4 separate regions of the Mus musculus genome follow, and all the other regions are linked to region 1. Evidence: chromatin contacts called from public Hi-C data. All regions are on one chromosome and are shown on one strand. Each heading gives the region's core, a stretch centred on a gene start, on an enhancer-like site or on the middle of the called end of the contact. The rest is flanking DNA. Distances are from core to core; before and after follow the strand shown. Region 1 overlaps Mctp2 (multiple C2 domains, transmembrane 2). Region 2 holds the start of Chaserr (CHD2 adjacent suppressive regulatory RNA). Region 3 holds the start of Chd2 (chromodomain helicase DNA binding protein 2). Region 4 holds the start of Rgma (repulsive guidance molecule family member A).

The links. A called contact is a pair of places that touch in the nucleus more often than the background predicts.
Region 2: a contact with region 1 is called in a Hi-C map of B cells, with 8 read pairs. The contact joins the promoter of Chaserr here to the enhancer-like site in region 1. A contact is called at or near these places in 3 of 39 promoter capture datasets (liver and pre-B cells), 1 of 484 Hi-C or Micro-C datasets (B cells) and 4 of 115 datasets of contacts at active chromatin or transcription factors (hepatocytes, large pre-B cells, memory CD8 T cells and 1 more).
Region 3: a Hi-C map of B cells shows a contact between it and region 1, with 12 read pairs. The contact joins the promoter of Chd2 here to the enhancer-like site in region 1. A contact is called at or near these places in 3 of 39 promoter capture datasets (liver and pre-B cells), 1 of 484 Hi-C or Micro-C datasets (B cells), 4 of 115 datasets of contacts at active chromatin or transcription factors (effector CD8 T cells, large pre-B cells, memory CD8 T cells and 1 more) and 1 of 9 other capture datasets (liver).
Region 4: a Hi-C map of Th1 cells shows a contact between it and region 1, with 5 times the contacts expected there. The contact joins the promoter of Rgma here to the enhancer-like site in region 1. A contact is called at or near these places in 4 of 39 promoter capture datasets (hippocampal neurons, liver and stem cell-derived epiblast-like cells), 3 of 484 Hi-C or Micro-C datasets (LSK cells, Th1 cells and liver), 2 of 115 datasets of contacts at active chromatin or transcription factors (embryonic forebrain and stem cell-derived neural progenitor cells) and 1 of 9 other capture datasets (embryonic stem cells).

Annotation. Positions count from the first base shown.
Region 1 is chr7:72,279,010-72,282,676 of GRCm38.p6, forward strand. The region is part of intron 1 of Mctp2 (multiple C2 domains, transmembrane 2); the gene reads right to left. Among named protein-coding and RNA genes, the nearest start is that of Mctp2, 26 kb to the right of the region's middle. Within about 2 kb of position 1,917, at least 23 of the 459 cell types and tissues checked have an H3K27ac peak or open chromatin away from gene starts, as enhancers often do. A contact at or near this core is called in B cells, Th1 cells and memory CD8 T cells, where this site is marked.
Region 2 is chr7:73,556,630-73,560,296 of GRCm38.p6, forward strand. Chaserr (CHD2 adjacent suppressive regulatory RNA) reads right to left here and starts at 1,766. Exons shown (of 5, transcript NR_037569.1): 1 at 1,410-1,766. RefSeq lists a cis regulatory region at 1,248-2,337.
Region 3 is chr7:73,540,043-73,543,709 of GRCm38.p6, forward strand. It overlaps Chd2 (chromodomain helicase DNA binding protein 2), which reads right to left and starts at 1,704. Exons shown (of 39, transcript NM_001081345.2): 1 at 1,204-1,704; 2 at 730-862. The coding sequence starts at 791. Chaserr (CHD2 adjacent suppressive regulatory RNA) reads right to left here. Exons shown (of 5, transcript NR_037569.1): 5 at 1-3,667.
Region 4 is chr7:73,373,447-73,377,113 of GRCm38.p6, forward strand. Rgma (repulsive guidance molecule family member A) reads left to right here and starts at 2,074. Exons shown (of 4, transcript NM_177740.5): 1 at 2,074-2,442. The coding sequence starts at 2,429. It overlaps A730056A06Rik (RIKEN cDNA A730056A06 gene), which reads right to left and starts at 2,328. Exons shown (of 2, transcript NR_040325.1): 1 at 2,071-2,328.

The DNA.
Region 1 (3,667 bases), core at 667-3,166:
AGTCATCCAAACATTTTGAGTAAATGAGAAAACTTATTAAAAGAATAAATGAATAAACAAACAGACAAACATAGCTTGTTCTTGCCACAGCTATTTTGGGGTGGCACAGTTGTCATTAAAATATGCAGTTGCCAGCCATGTATATATTAGCAACACTGCCTAGACTTAGCAAATTCTACAAAGAGACAAGATGTTGAAGATACATTCAGCAGGACATTTGAGGAGTGAAATGTAGTCTGGAATTCATATTTATGATTAGATAGATAGATAGATAGATAGATAGATAGACAGACAGACAGAGAGAGAGAGAGAGAGAGAGAGAGAGATAGAAAATAGGTCCCATTTAGTAGGTAGAATAAGATTCACTTAGTCCTCTACTAGTGAGCAATGCAAAAGTAGAGAAGACTTGGTACAGCATTGGAAAGACTAGCTGGTAGCACTTGAGACTCTAATTTGTTTGTGCATGGCTGATATCTGTATTCTTAACCACTATGTGTGGCTGGAGATAAAAGAAGAGAGAAAGCTGGCTCCAACTTCTCAGTCTGGAGGTCACAGCAGCATCAATGCCAGCTGCACCTTATGATCACACCTAAATAGCTGGAATGCTGGGCCGAGGGACAGTAGGTGGCCTGAAGGAAGCCTGAAGGAAAAAAGGACAGAGATTGTAGAGTCCTCTACTGCTGAGCCACCATGCTGGGGAAAAAAAAAAAAAAAAAAAAAAAAAAAAGCAAGCCCTGGAAAAACCTTTACCAAGGAACTTGCATTTCATTATCTCAAGAGAGCTACAGACATTTTAGTAATTAAAATAGCCAAGAATATTCCAATGGTTCGGGTAAAGGATGGTGGCACTTCAGAAGGAGAACACTGAAACAGGGTCATTAACATGCTCCTGAGATAAAGCATGCGACGCTGTGGTAAGCAATCACACTTGAAGGATGAGGTTCTAGGAAAAAGGAGAACTGGGAAGCCAGAGGTCAGCACAGTCTTCACTAATAGCTATCAGAATTTAGAGACAACCATTTCACTACAGAGAGAACGGCATGGGGGAGCTTAGACTAGAACTATCTACTACGTGTGCCCATCATAATCAGGGTGCAAGTGATTCGTGTTTTGTGGCTATAGTGACCTAAGCAAGCTACATTAGTTATTCTTCCTGTAACGAAACACCTGAGGTGTATAACTTAAGGTTTATTTGGGCACATGATTTCAGAAGCCTATGGTCATTTGTCCCTGCTACTCTGGGTCTACGGGAATATAGGGGTGTTATTGTGAGACTATAAGAAAAATGAATCCCATTCACATGAATCTAACCTAGAATCAAAGACAGGGAGCTAAGAAGAAGGCACCAGAGCCTGAATAGCCTCTTCAAAAGGACTATGACCCAACTCTCCTCCCCTGCCACTATGCCTCACCAGCTAACATAAAACACCTCCCAAAAGACCACGGAGTGGAGACCAAACCCTCAACACACATGTCTTTGGGGGACATTCAGGGCCTTAACTACATCATAAACCTTTATAAGTAATTTTGTCTCAAAACAGCAGAAACCTTTTTTTTTAAGAGTTCATAGAGTATGAGATTCTCAACAGAATCTTGTCACATTTCCAACAGAATAATGCACAGATCCAATGTCCCTACTATGAAAAATCTTCTGCCAGGTTTGCAGAAAGCAGAATTTAAGGTTTAACAAAGGAAGCATGCCTTGCAACCATATAAAATTCAAACCACGTATAGTCTATAGATAGCTCAGAAATGGCACCTGTGGAGATCAGGTAGCAGCCTGAAAGCCAGTAAGAAACAAAAGTACTTTCCATTTTCAGAAGTATTTTTTTAGTTTCGGGGGCAGGAGAGTAAGTGGTTTATAAACCAGGAGAAACATCTGCAGTCACAAACCAGCAGCAGAAACAGATGCAGAAGGCCCACTTCCGTTTTCTGACCACCACCTGGCACCAGGCACCAGGCCACACCCTGTGTTCTCTCTGAAGTGGGAGGAGTCAAATTTCAATGAGTTTTCTTCAGGATCCTAGCAACCTCTTCTCCAGCTACCATTCATTTGTGGGGTGTGGGCAACTTTCAATAGACCTGCAAACCTGTCCTGGCCCAGGAGGCATAAGGGGTACCCCAGAATGGACCAAGGATGCCTATAGTACAGTTCCATGATAGGAAAAGAAAATACTGAGACTTCCACTCAGAACTACTTTATGGGCTTCCCCCCCTTAATTTCCTTTCTGTATATGTTTAATAATGCATCATCATGCTGTAAAACATAAACATAGTCATAAGTTAATATGAAAACTCCCGAGTCTGCTTCTAAGGTTCCATGATCAAGAAAATTTAATGTTTTAGAAAAGATGAATAGCTAAACCCTTCAGTCTGCTGTAAAACAAACTTTTAAAAACAGCAGCAGCAGCAATGCCACAAAAAGAATTTGGTTTCCCCTTTAGGCAAAGACTATTTTAGGAACAGTGTCTCTCCTTTCAGAAAATAAAATCAGGCAGAGATCACTTTTCCAGCCAGCCAGGATGAGCTTAAACAGAGAAAATGATCAACTTTAAAAACATGCAGGTGTTATTTAAATAAGGGGTTCAGTCAGGACTGCTGGCACCTCTACAAAAGGGTGTTTCTCTTGGGGACATTAATTTCAATAAGTGAGCTCGTTGGTCTCGATTGCACTGTGATATTTGCAAACTGCATTGTATGTTGCTTCCTTTGGCTTCCTCCATCCCATTTGTGTAATTTGTATTTTCAAAAGAAGATGCAGATGCCTTTCTTTTGCCTCGGGTAATAGGTGAGTGGAAGGGACAAAATAAATAAATAGAAGGGTGACTCTGCTGAAACAGGACACCATCATCATTCAGGCCCATGTGATTAAGCAAACACATTCTCCATCAGGTGTGGACAAAAAAACATCTGGTTAACTTACTTTAGCTATGACACTATATACAAATATTAGGATGGCCCTAACCTTTGAAGGTAATGAAAGGTCCATATGAGGAAATGAAAACAAATATTCTTAAACAGTGATGTTTTCACAAATACAGAACAACAATAACAAAAAAAGAAAGAAAGAAAGAAAGAAAGAAAGAGAGAGAGAGAGAGAGAGAGAGAGAGAGAAAGAGAGAAAGAGAGAAAGAGAGAAAGAGAGAAAGAGAAAGAGAGAAAGAGAGAAAGAGAGAAAGAGAGAAAGAGAGAAAGAGAGAAAGAGAGAAAGAGAGAAAGAGAGAAAGAGAGAAAGAGAGAAAGAGAGAGAGAGAGAGAGAGAAAGAGAGAAAGAGAGAAAGAGAGAAAGAGAGAAAGAGAGAAAGAGAGAAAGAAAGAAAGAAAGAAAGAAAGAAAGAAAGAAAGAAAGAAAGAAAGACGTTTCTCTTGTAGTTCTATCAGGTTATTGTAGTGAACACACACCATGGCTAAAATTTCAATGAGATATGAAATTTTATATATGTATAAGATAAGGTTCAGTTCTACCTGATCTATCATACACTCTGTAAATTATTCCTGTGAAAGGCCCTACCAACACAAGCTTCTATACCAGTGAAGATTTATATCTTTGGAAGACAAACTCAAGAGGATGTGTGTTTTATCCCATTTTTTTGTTGTTGTTGTTGCTGTTAGAACTAAATATGATACTGCATTAATTTATGAAGGACAGAGGCTTATATCGTCTAGA
Region 2 (3,667 bases), core at 516-3,015, 1.3 Mb after region 1:
ATATTCCACAGCATTCTTTTGAAAAAACAAAATTAGTACTGAGAAATTCTGAGAAATCAAGGTATGGGCAACTGATAGACTATGTCTACCCCATAAAAGGTATTCCAATTGTTTTCTACTGTAAATACCCGATGAAATAAGGTCCAATCAACCCGCACCTTTGATTTTAGATGAGCTACGTAAGTCTCCCCAACACTGTCTTTACGCAGTTATTCACCTTTACAGCACAAGAGCTCCGCAGAATGAAGACAAATATATTCAAAAATACACAAAGGTCTGAACACTCCTAGTCTTCCAACGACTGATCCTAAATTACCTCAAATAATTTTTAAATGAGTATGCAGAAACAAATTTTTTAAAACTGTTGTTTCCATACTGTTCCGTTTCTAAGCACACCTCGACTTTTATACGTGCAACAAATGCAACAAATATGGCCCCTCTTCATCGCCCATCAATGGCAGTCTTACTTCAGGATTTACACTAAGTAACTTAAAGAGCTCTGCTTTTAGAATATTTCTTAACTTTTACGGCCAAGGTTTCTAATAGTATACACTCTCTTTTAAACAAGATGAATTTTAACTTGTAAAGGGTCGGAACCGCCTCAAGTTAGATTTAACATTCAAGTGAGAAGTTGCTGATAACGGCTTTACCTACTCATTTAAAAAAGTATCAAACAGTACGGTTATGTTCAAGTATCAGGATGTCAAATGGTCTTAACGAAAGTTCTCGGTAAAAATAAGCTGTATTCATCAAACGCCATCATCTTGCACCATAATTATCAAATCTACTTCCTTTAAACTGCCTTGTTGCCGTCGTCATTTTTGAAATACTAGATGCACTCCTGTAACTTGCCTTTTCTAAAAGACAACAAACGTCACGGACGTTTAACAAGCTGAAAGGTACCTTTGCATCTAGAACACTAACAGCCGTTCTCAAAAGCAGCTTAGAAAGAGTTAAAAGCCAACACCCAACAGGGAGAAGGGGGGAAAAAGACAAGTTTTATTTTGGTTTAAGCGAAGTGAGAGGTTCCATTGTTCTTTTAGATCCGACCCCAAAGATGGGTTCCCACCTCACTGGAAAAGATTTTTAAAAGCCCATCAACGGAGGATTGTTGTTATTTCTCGCTAAGTATCGAAGTAACTCACCAGAGCAAGCAGGGGTTCCACGGCGCGGCCGCCGCCCTCTCCCCGCTGGCTCGGACCGCAGCGCGGCGCCCGGCTGGGTATGCAGCGGGAACGCGGTGGCCCGACCCCGTGCTCCCGTGGCATCGGCCCTCCGCGGCAGTGCCCGGGGCTGCGTGTGCAGAGCCAGCCGGCAGCCACCCGCCGCCCCTCCCGCCCGCGCTCAAGGACGTCGTGCTTTTCCTCCCAAGGACAAAGGACAATAAAGGGAGCAGGGGAGCTACTCACCGGGTCGAAGCGCGGCCCCTGCCGCCATCGGCTCGCTCTTCCTCGCGTGTCCAGGACGGGTCGCCCGCCGCAGCCTCCCGCCCGCGGCGCGAAGCCGCCTCCCGGCCGCGCGCGACACCAGCACCGCCGCTGCCGCAGCGGAGCCACGGGCGTCGTGGGCCCGGCCTCCCCGGGCGCTCCGGCCGCGAGCTCCCACATCGCGCGCGGCCGCCTCGCCCCAGCCGCGGCCTCCCCGCTCTCCCAGAGCCCTCCAGGACGCCGGGGTAGCGCTCCCAGCGCAGCGGCGAGCCCACGGGCCGCGGCAGACCGCCTGACAGCTGGGCTTGCTGCTGCCTCTCCGGCCATCTTGTGCCGTGTGTGGTGTCTCTCCCGTCTCCTCGCTCGGCTTTCCTCCCTCCTCCTCCTCCCCCCGCCCCACACACCACACAACATGGCCTCTTCGCTGCGGCGGGAGCTGCGGCGGCGGCTAGAGCTCCGCGGCGCTCCAGCTCGCTCCCCTCCCCCAACCTCCCGCCTGCAGCTCCGGGACCCCCAGTGCGCACGCGCGCCGACACCCGCCCGCGGCGGCCATTGGCTGGGCTAGCTTCCTGCCCTCGCTTCCCGGAGCGGCATCACGCACTTCGTTCGTACCTTCCTCCCGCCCCAACTGCATACTATTGGTCAGTTCTGAACCCACCGCTTCCATGTTCTCAGCACCAATAGGGCTTATTTAATGCCAATCATAGCCCGTGGGCGTTTCAGGAGAGAAGTCCTGACCTGCGATTGGCAGATAGTGAAACTCTGGGTTTGCGGGGAGAGACGTAACTTTCTGCTCCGCAGTGCGGACCCTCGAAGGTAGTTTGTGTACGGACGAGCCATTAAAAGCTAACCTTTCCTGTTTCTGACTTGAGATTTTTTTCGTCCACAAAGGAAGAGGAAGTGATAGAGCGAAAACGACATGATTGACAAGATAAGCAAAAACTGCAGAACCTTCCTTCTTGGGCAAGCGCCATAGCCTCAGGATTTTTTGCCCCTAAGGAACCAGACCACAGGCAGGTTATGACCAGCACATTCGCTAACCTAATATCTGACTTGATATACCACTTATTTGAGGTAATCTAGTAGCATGCCCAGTAGTCCTGAGGGCCTAACAAACCAGCCTCTTAATTCTGATTAGCTGGATCCCACATTTTAGGGCAGCGTTGTTGAAGTGGTAGTTTAAACATGTCTATCCAGCTTTCCCCCAGAGAATTACACAGTACAAGCTTCATTTCCTCTCAAAAACTCCACTCTTTTACATTTCTTCTTCCCACTTCTGCCTGGAAACAAGTTTAGGCAGAATACAAATGAATCTCTGAACCGTCTGTCCTCAAGTATCTAAGGAAGTTGTTCTCGCACAGAAGCGGAATGTGGAAATGTTTCTTTTGGCAAGGGGCTAGGGGAAAAGAAAATATGCTATTAGTTTCCATGAGGGAAAAACACTTTTAAGAAGGGGCTTGCTTGTTGAGATGAGAGGAACAGTTCTAAAATTCTCTTGAAACTTAGTTTGCTCCTGGGTTAAAAATCACATTACTTGATCATGGACCACAAAAGTCGTTCTAGTTCCCTTTTGGAGGGGTGTGGAATCAGGTCTCTTTAACATAGTGTTGGCTGTCCTGATGTTTTTTAACGTTAATTTGAGCGTGTGTATGTGTCTGTCTGTCTGTCCACATTAAGTGTCACAGCACTTAATGTACACAGGAGGTGAAAGGACACAGTATAGGAGTCGCTTCTCTCCTACATCAGGCTTGTCAGCATAGCACCTTTTACAGGTGAACCTCAGGTTGACCCTTCAAACCCTTGCTTAAAAAAAAAAAATTACACTGAGGCTGGAGAGACGGTTCAGTGATTAAGATCTCATGTACTGCTTCTCTTCCGGGAGACCTGAGCTCAGTTTCCAGCACCCACATAAGGTGACTGGAAACTAGCAGTAAGTCCAAATCCAGGGGTACCTCTGCGATGCCTTCCTCCTAGAGCACCTGCGCTCCCGTGCACACACACCCACATAGACACATGTACAGATAAGTTTAAAATTAATAGAAATAGAATTTGGAGAATAAAAATCATATACTAAAGGTGAAGAGATGACTCAGCAGTGAAGAGAACTGACTGCTCTTCCAGAGGACCTCGGGTCAATTCCTAGCACCCACATCATAGCTCAGAACTGTCGTTAATTTCCAGTTCCAGGGGATCCCATGCCCTCATCTGACCGCCAAAGCCACACACAAGGGAATATGCCT
Region 3 (3,667 bases), core at 454-2,953, 1.3 Mb after region 1:
GCATAAAAAATACAATTACATTGCCATAGTAACAAACACAAAGCTTAAGTATTAATAGCATTCCAAAATTTTTGTGGTTACAGATTTAATGATCTCAGGAACTATTTATTAAGGTTTTGATAAGTCATAAAAAAAATTTTAATTGTCACGTGTATCAAAAGAAACAATCAAAAATATAAACTGAAAGGCATCAGTCAAGGGGTCCTATTTGTGATTGTGTTTTTAAATGTACATTTTTTCATTCATATAACTTTCTCAAATGTCTATTTACTATAATTTACTACTACCAGGCTGCTCTATGGCCCTCGGTTACAAGTTTGAATATCCCAGATTCTTCAAAGAAAAAAATTTGCCTTGTATGTAAAATGGTGCAATGCAGCAATGGCTAAACAGACAAGGTCATTTTTCTGCAGCATGAAAACCTAAAACCTGAAAATTTACTGACAGAAAAACTACAGTTTCTAGGAAAGGCCCCTCCGGAGAAAAGTACATTACCTTCTGAATGCTGTAAGAGGCCTTAAGTCACAACTCAACTTTCATAAATTGATACCAAAAAATCAGGGTGTGGCATGTTAGCAATCTCAAGGTCACGCTTTAAAAACCAACCCAAGTTAGAAAATTCTTGAAATACAGACAGCAATCCATGTCTGTCAAAGTAAACAAGTGTAAGCTGAGGTTTCCCGAAAAAAAAAAAAAAAGAAAGAAAGAAAGAAAGTTGATAGCTCATACCTCGATGCATTGCTGTGTAGCGAACTGTCCTCCTCTTGGCTTTTGTCCTTATTTCTCATCATCTTTTAATTCTTAAATATTAAGGGGGAGGGGGAATCTGTGTTTGCTTTGAAGTCCTGTGCCCAGGTATTTACTGTCAAAAGTTGAAAGAAAGGTGAGGTCCCAGCTTCTGCGGATGGTTTTATTATCAGGAACAAAGTCCTGACGATGTTAGCGATATTCATGTAATGCAACAACGATAAACACCAGAAAAACAAAATATTTCTATTTTTCCGTTTTAAAATGAGAGGGGGATAAACTGAACGACAGAAGCATCACTATCAATAAGGAAAGTTTCTCAAAAGTAACACACTGGATACAAATAACAATCTCTCTATCTTATTGCGTCATCCAGGAATTTCTCATATTTACAGTAAATAAAGCCAAGTTCAACATTAATTTTTTTAAAATTATCACTGATTATCATGGACTTACCTGATCCATGTAGTAGGTCCAAAGCAAGAGTCCTATCTAGTAGTAGAAAAATATCCGATCCAAAATAATTTTTAAAAACGCAAAATTCTCCGTTAAAAAACAAAAAGTAAATGAAATAATCCTCAAATATGTTGACTTGTCAAAAAATAAAGCAATAATTAATACTAAAACAGGTCCGGAAGGGGAAAAAAAAACCTCATTAGGAGAGCGCACAAAAATGGAGGTGCGCCATGGCTTCTAAGCTGGAAAAAACAACGACCTGGGCTCTCAATACGGCAGCTTCTTCCAACAAGGCACGAAAAGAAAGCTCCTAAAAGCAGCTTTTCTCCCAAAAAAAGGTTCGGATCGACCCCAGTAAGTCACTAGAAGAGGCAGGGGGCTGCGGGGGCCCCCTGAGGCTGCCCGAAAGTTAGGGAAAGTTGCGTAAAGTGAACCGAAGCAGGGAGCAAAGCGCGCTCTCTCTAAGGCACAGCCGCCATCTAGAGCCTCCTTCCCAGCTCTGAGAGCTCTGCCTTTGATTGACACTCTCTACATTTACCCCACAACTCAGGTGATGTACCATAGACCCACCCCTTCATCTCCACCAAAAAAAAAAAAAAAAGAAAGAAAGAAAGAAAAAGAACCAGATTCTCCATCCAAGAGAGCCAGAAGACCCCCAACTCCACACCTCCCTGCCCCTCCAGACCACTCCATCAGAGGGAGGGGGAAGGGCTTCTTAACCCCCTCTGGCTCAAGCACCCTTTTTAAGCCAGAGAGAAATGTAATTTGTTCCTTTTGTCTAAAGATCTGCTAAATATTTCAGTCCTTGAGCTAAAATAACTTCCTCCCTGGACAGGAAGTGGAGTTTTATCAAGCCATTTTGAAATAAAGATAATTTCAAGAGACTCTAAAGCTCAGTTTAAGAACTAATCTTTAAAATAATTAACACCCCACCATGGGTAAAATGGCTTGTAAATAGAAGCAACATTTCAACACCATAAATTAAATCAACTCTTGCCTTCTTTATGGTGCCTAAAAACATCTAAAGATTAAGGGGGAATTTTCCACCTCAACTGGAAGGAAGGGGTAATTTTTTACAACTCAAGAGCGCCTCCCTAGTGTTCAACTGCAGTAGAGCAAAAGTTAATACAACCATTTTCCCCCCCAGAAGAAACAAACTTCTTTGTAAACCATTAATCTTGGAAGTGCCACACATCAAACATATTTACTTCTTACATATATTTGGGCATAATTAATAACTTCGAATTCAAGAAATTACACCAACCTTGGTCACCTTTAAATCAAACACTCAACCTCAACTCCAAAATCAAAAGAACCCTTTCACTCATGTTTGAAATCGAATTCTAAGTACACTCACATTTCATCAATCACCGCCACTTAAATAGGCCACATCTACCAGCCAATTATCAACTGTCAAAGACAAACCCCCTCCAGATGGAAGCACGAGGTCTATAGAAACAAAATTACAAATGCAACAAAGTATTCTCTCCCATGCACACAAGTAACCAACCACATACAAATGCCGAAAAAACTAAAAACATTCCTTTACTGAACCCTACTGGTCAAAACCATGACACTCCAGCAAACGAATTCATTTTAGTTTCACTACCAAACGTAATTATGTTAAATCTAAGAAAATGTAAAAAATCAGTTTCAAGTCTACAAACATATTTCCATCAAAATCCAAAAACTCAAGTTTTCAATTTACAAATATCAACCACCTCACATCATCCAAAGAACAAACACTGCATCTGTATTAACCACAGATGTGTATTCTAAGGTAGTTTACATTAATAACAGACTATTTCATTCTTTGTTCTATATACTGAGAAAAACACCACCAATCGTCATTTGGTCAACAAAGTCCCCATCACTGCTTTATCAAATTTATTACCAAAGTAGCAATCAATGAAAATCTGGCATTTGATTTCAACCATGGGTAACCAATCTAAAGCATGGTATAATTCATTTAAACTCCCAACTGCACAAAACAAGAAAAACAAGAATTTTTTTCAAATGTAAATAAATTACACTGTCATATTAGGTAAGCCCTTTAATGTATACCCAAAGACTTTAAAAATACACCTCTAATATAAGACAATACAATACAAATTAGTATAACTCAAATATTCAGATGAGCATTTCACATGGCAAAGGACGACTTTCATCAACAAAAATTGAAAGACACTGAGACTGTCTTGGACTATACAGGAAATGAGACCAGCACTTTGTTTTATATTATATATTCACTATAATCTCCTGACACATTCAAAGTTACCATTACCCAATGATTAAAATGCAAGATATTTTGAAATGACCCAAACTCAAAGGAATTTATTCAAACCCTATAATAAAAAGCCAGCCAAACTGGGTGTATATAGCTTTAATCCCAGCACTCAGGAGGCAGAGGCAGGAAGATCACTGCAAATTCCAGGCCTGGCTGGTCTACAGACAGAGTTGCAGG
Region 4 (3,667 bases), core at 824-3,323, 1.1 Mb after region 1:
GGTCATGTCCAAAGAGCATTTTAAAAACCCAGGGGGTGGAGGGAGGTCGGCCATGGCAGCTGCCATCTTCCAGTAACTCGCCAAAATGGCGAACACAAAGGGAAAGAGGAGAGTCACTGGGTACATGTTCTCTAGGCCTTTTAGGAAACATGGAGTTGTTCCTTTGGCCACATACATGCAAATCTACAAGAAGGGTGATATTGTAGACATCAAGGGAATGTGCACTGATCAAAAAGAAATGCCCCATAAGTGTTACCACAGCAAACCCAGGAGAGTCTACAATGTCACTAGCATGCCATGGGCATAATTGTAAACAAGCAAGTTAAGGGCAAGATGTTGGCCGAGAGGATCAATGTGCGGATTGAGCACATCAAGCACTCAAAGAGCAGAGACAACTCCTGAAGCGGGTGAAGGAGAACGATCAGAAGAAAACGGAAGCTAAGGAGAAGGGCACCTGGGCTCAGCTGAAGGGCCAGCCTGTGCCATCCAGAGAAGCACTCTTTGTGAGGACTACGGAAAAGAGCCGGAGATTTTGGAGCCCATTGCATGTAGATTCGTGGCCTAATGTACAAAAAGGAAATAAACGACTAAGACTGCAAAGTGTTAAAACAAAACAAAACAAAACAACCAAAACCCAAGGGGGAGGAGGAAGAAAATGACCCAAGTGATAACAATTATTGTGCCTCTGCTATACACCAGGCTCTCCTGGGTGCTGAGGATGGCATGATGACCCCAAGGTGGTTCCTGATCTCTTGAGTATGATGAGAAGGCCACAAATAAAGGTATAATTACAGATTGATGTCAGAGCTAGGGAAAACAACACCTGGGATTTGAGAATTGGGGACAGGGTTGGAGGAGTGTCCCCAAGCAGAGGATGATAGAGTACAAAAAGGAAATGTAAACACACACACACACTTTCTTGTACAACTCCCTTATTTATAGACAAGGAAACTGAGGCTCAGCAGACCTAAAAGATTTGTCCAAGGTCGAGGCTAATTTTAGAAACGGGGCCAACTGCAAGGCCCAATCCCTTCCTGCTAAAAGCACATGGAGTTTATTTATAGCTCAGTTATAGACTAGTCTAATTCATTTGGCCAATAAACGCAGAACATTGAGTTCAAAACCACATCCCTTAAGACCACAGCATAAATAACGACGAGGGTCTTAATACGGACGATACCTTTTCATTAAATACAGAGTTCTCATCCTATCAAAATTCCAGCGCTTGGTTCAGATTAAGAGAAGATCGGGTCGTAACCCCTGTATAAAATATCCTGGCAGCGCTAACTGTTCAGTGATAATTTGAGTGTGAGCTGTGTGTCCCGGCTGACTTCACACCCCAGCTAGGGTTTCAGACCTATACGTGGTGTTGGGGTGAGACCCTGGAGATGAGCTGCTGGCGGCTGGCTGTGCTCTCCACTGTGTGCGTGAGCTGCATGAAGAATCCTTTTGAGAAGCCCGGAGTTTCCTCTGGCAATCTATGCGAGAAGGGTGCGGGGCGGGGGAGGAAGACGCTGTGACCGGAGGTTACCTCTGAGCTGGACTGCAGAGGGAGGGGTGGGGGAGTACAAGACAGTCTGTTTACTCCAGACTGCGTGTATTCGCGCACTGTGCATGCAATATACATATTATTTATTTTTTCCAATAAGATTCTAAATAGGAGTAAAATCCCTATAGAACAAAGGTGACTTTCGGCAGATGTCAATATTTATCCACGATTGGAAACCTCTAACCACCGTAGGCTCCCAGGTTGAAAACGTGGACTCCAAGCCACCTGGCTCAGGGTTAAGAAAGTTGGATGCGTTAGCGGAAGGGAGGGTCGCTGCACTTGCTGCTCGAACCCTGGGATCGCGAGCCCGCAGGGAGAGTGTGCGCTTTCTGCAGGCTCACCCCCTACGTCCTCACACACCCACTAGCGCGGATCAGCAAGGGTGGGACCGCGGCGGGGCGGGGCCTTTGGAGCCCAGACCCCACCCCTCCCCCTCCCTCTGCTCCGCTCCGCCCGCGCTCGCCCCCCCGCCCGCTCCCGGGGTGCCCGGCCCGCCCCCTCCCTGCCGCGCGCAAACGAACCTCGCGACGCCGCGCTCAGCGGTGGCGGTGGCGGCGACAGGCCGGGCGAGGCAGCAGGTTAGCCCGGGCCGCCCTACTCTGCAGGCGTCTCGGAACTGCAAGCTACGCCGCCCGAGCCCTGCGCCCGGGAAGCACTGGCCAGCCGGCCGCTCCTGAGGCTCGCTCCTCCAGGCGCTCGCAGGCATGCAGCCGGGGAGCAGGCGGAGCGCCCCGGGTCGCTACTGAGTCCGCTGAGCTGCGGGGACCAGCGCCAGCCGGGCCCCTCCCACCTCACCCAGGGGCCCACGAGCGACCGCCCTACACCTAGTCTTCGCGCGCAGCCCCGCCAGCGCCAACCCCCCGCGGGCTGGAGGGGCTCATGCAGCCGCCAAGGTAAGCGCGGACAGCGGGGGCACGGGGTCCTGAGGTCCCCAAGGCGCTGCGGACACTTGCGCTCCGCCGCCTCACTGATTAGTGGCTCCCCCAACCCGGTGTCTCATCTCACACACTTAGGGTTTTGCCTCGGATGACTCGCCTTCGCACTTGGCAGCAGGAAAGTTTTGTGGTTTGGTGTTTTTTCTTTTCCCCCAGCCCCCTAAGATGCTGCCATGAGGGCAGTAGGCGCTGCGCGTGGCTGGGCAGACCCGGCGCCTGTCCCACCCACTGTGTACCGCCTGGAGCTCTCTCTCCTGCGCGGCCACCTCTTCCGGAGGCGAGAGCCCCCCTGACCCACAGAGCTCTTGACAGATCTGATCACCCCGCTGACCCACGGTGAAACCGGATTCTCTCACTTAACCCAGGCCCGGGTTGCAGAAGCTGGAAATGAACGCACCTGCCCCGGGGCCGTCGGCATTGTACATTGTACAGTGTGAGTGACCCTTGCTTAGGAGCGTCCGGTGTGCTAGACTTGGGGTGGTGGCTAAGGGGCAAGGGTCCCAAAAGGTCCGACGTTCCTAAGAGGAAGGCAAGGCACCACGAGGACTCAGCGCCTGACTTGAGCCATGGCTCATCCCTGAGTGTTAACTAGGGGTAGAGGGACAGGTGTATTGGGGGACCGGTGCAAATATGAATGACACTTGGATGCAACTCTTGATTGCATCTTACTAGAGTAGTTGCATTAGATTTTCTCGACGAGGGAGTCAGTTTCCTGAGACTGGAACTTTAATGGGAGCCTGTGTGCTGTTATTATGTGGTGTGGTTTCGGAAGGCGTTGGATTGTATTTATTTTATAAATTGGGTGTCTTGAAGCGGATGGATTAGGGGAAATATCGCCATCTAGCGGAAATGGTGATCTGTACCTTCCTCACAAGCCATGAAGTTGGGCGTTCTCAAAGTTCCCCTATATGAGGAGATGGAGAGATGGGAACTAGCCAACGTGTCCAGAAAGACTGTTTCTCTAGTGCTCAGGCCATCCTGTAAGCGGGGCTTGAGCACCCGCTGCCCGGAGCTTAGCTCTCAGGACCGAATGACGAATTGTATTAGTGGCAGGATATCACCTCCAGGACTGCCATTCCCTTCTGTGTAGTTTTGGGTTCTTCTAGCAAAAATAAAGTAAACGGTCACCTGCCTTTGTCCCTAGGCATCTGGTCCAGGGATCTGGCAAGCCTGTCACGGTCAC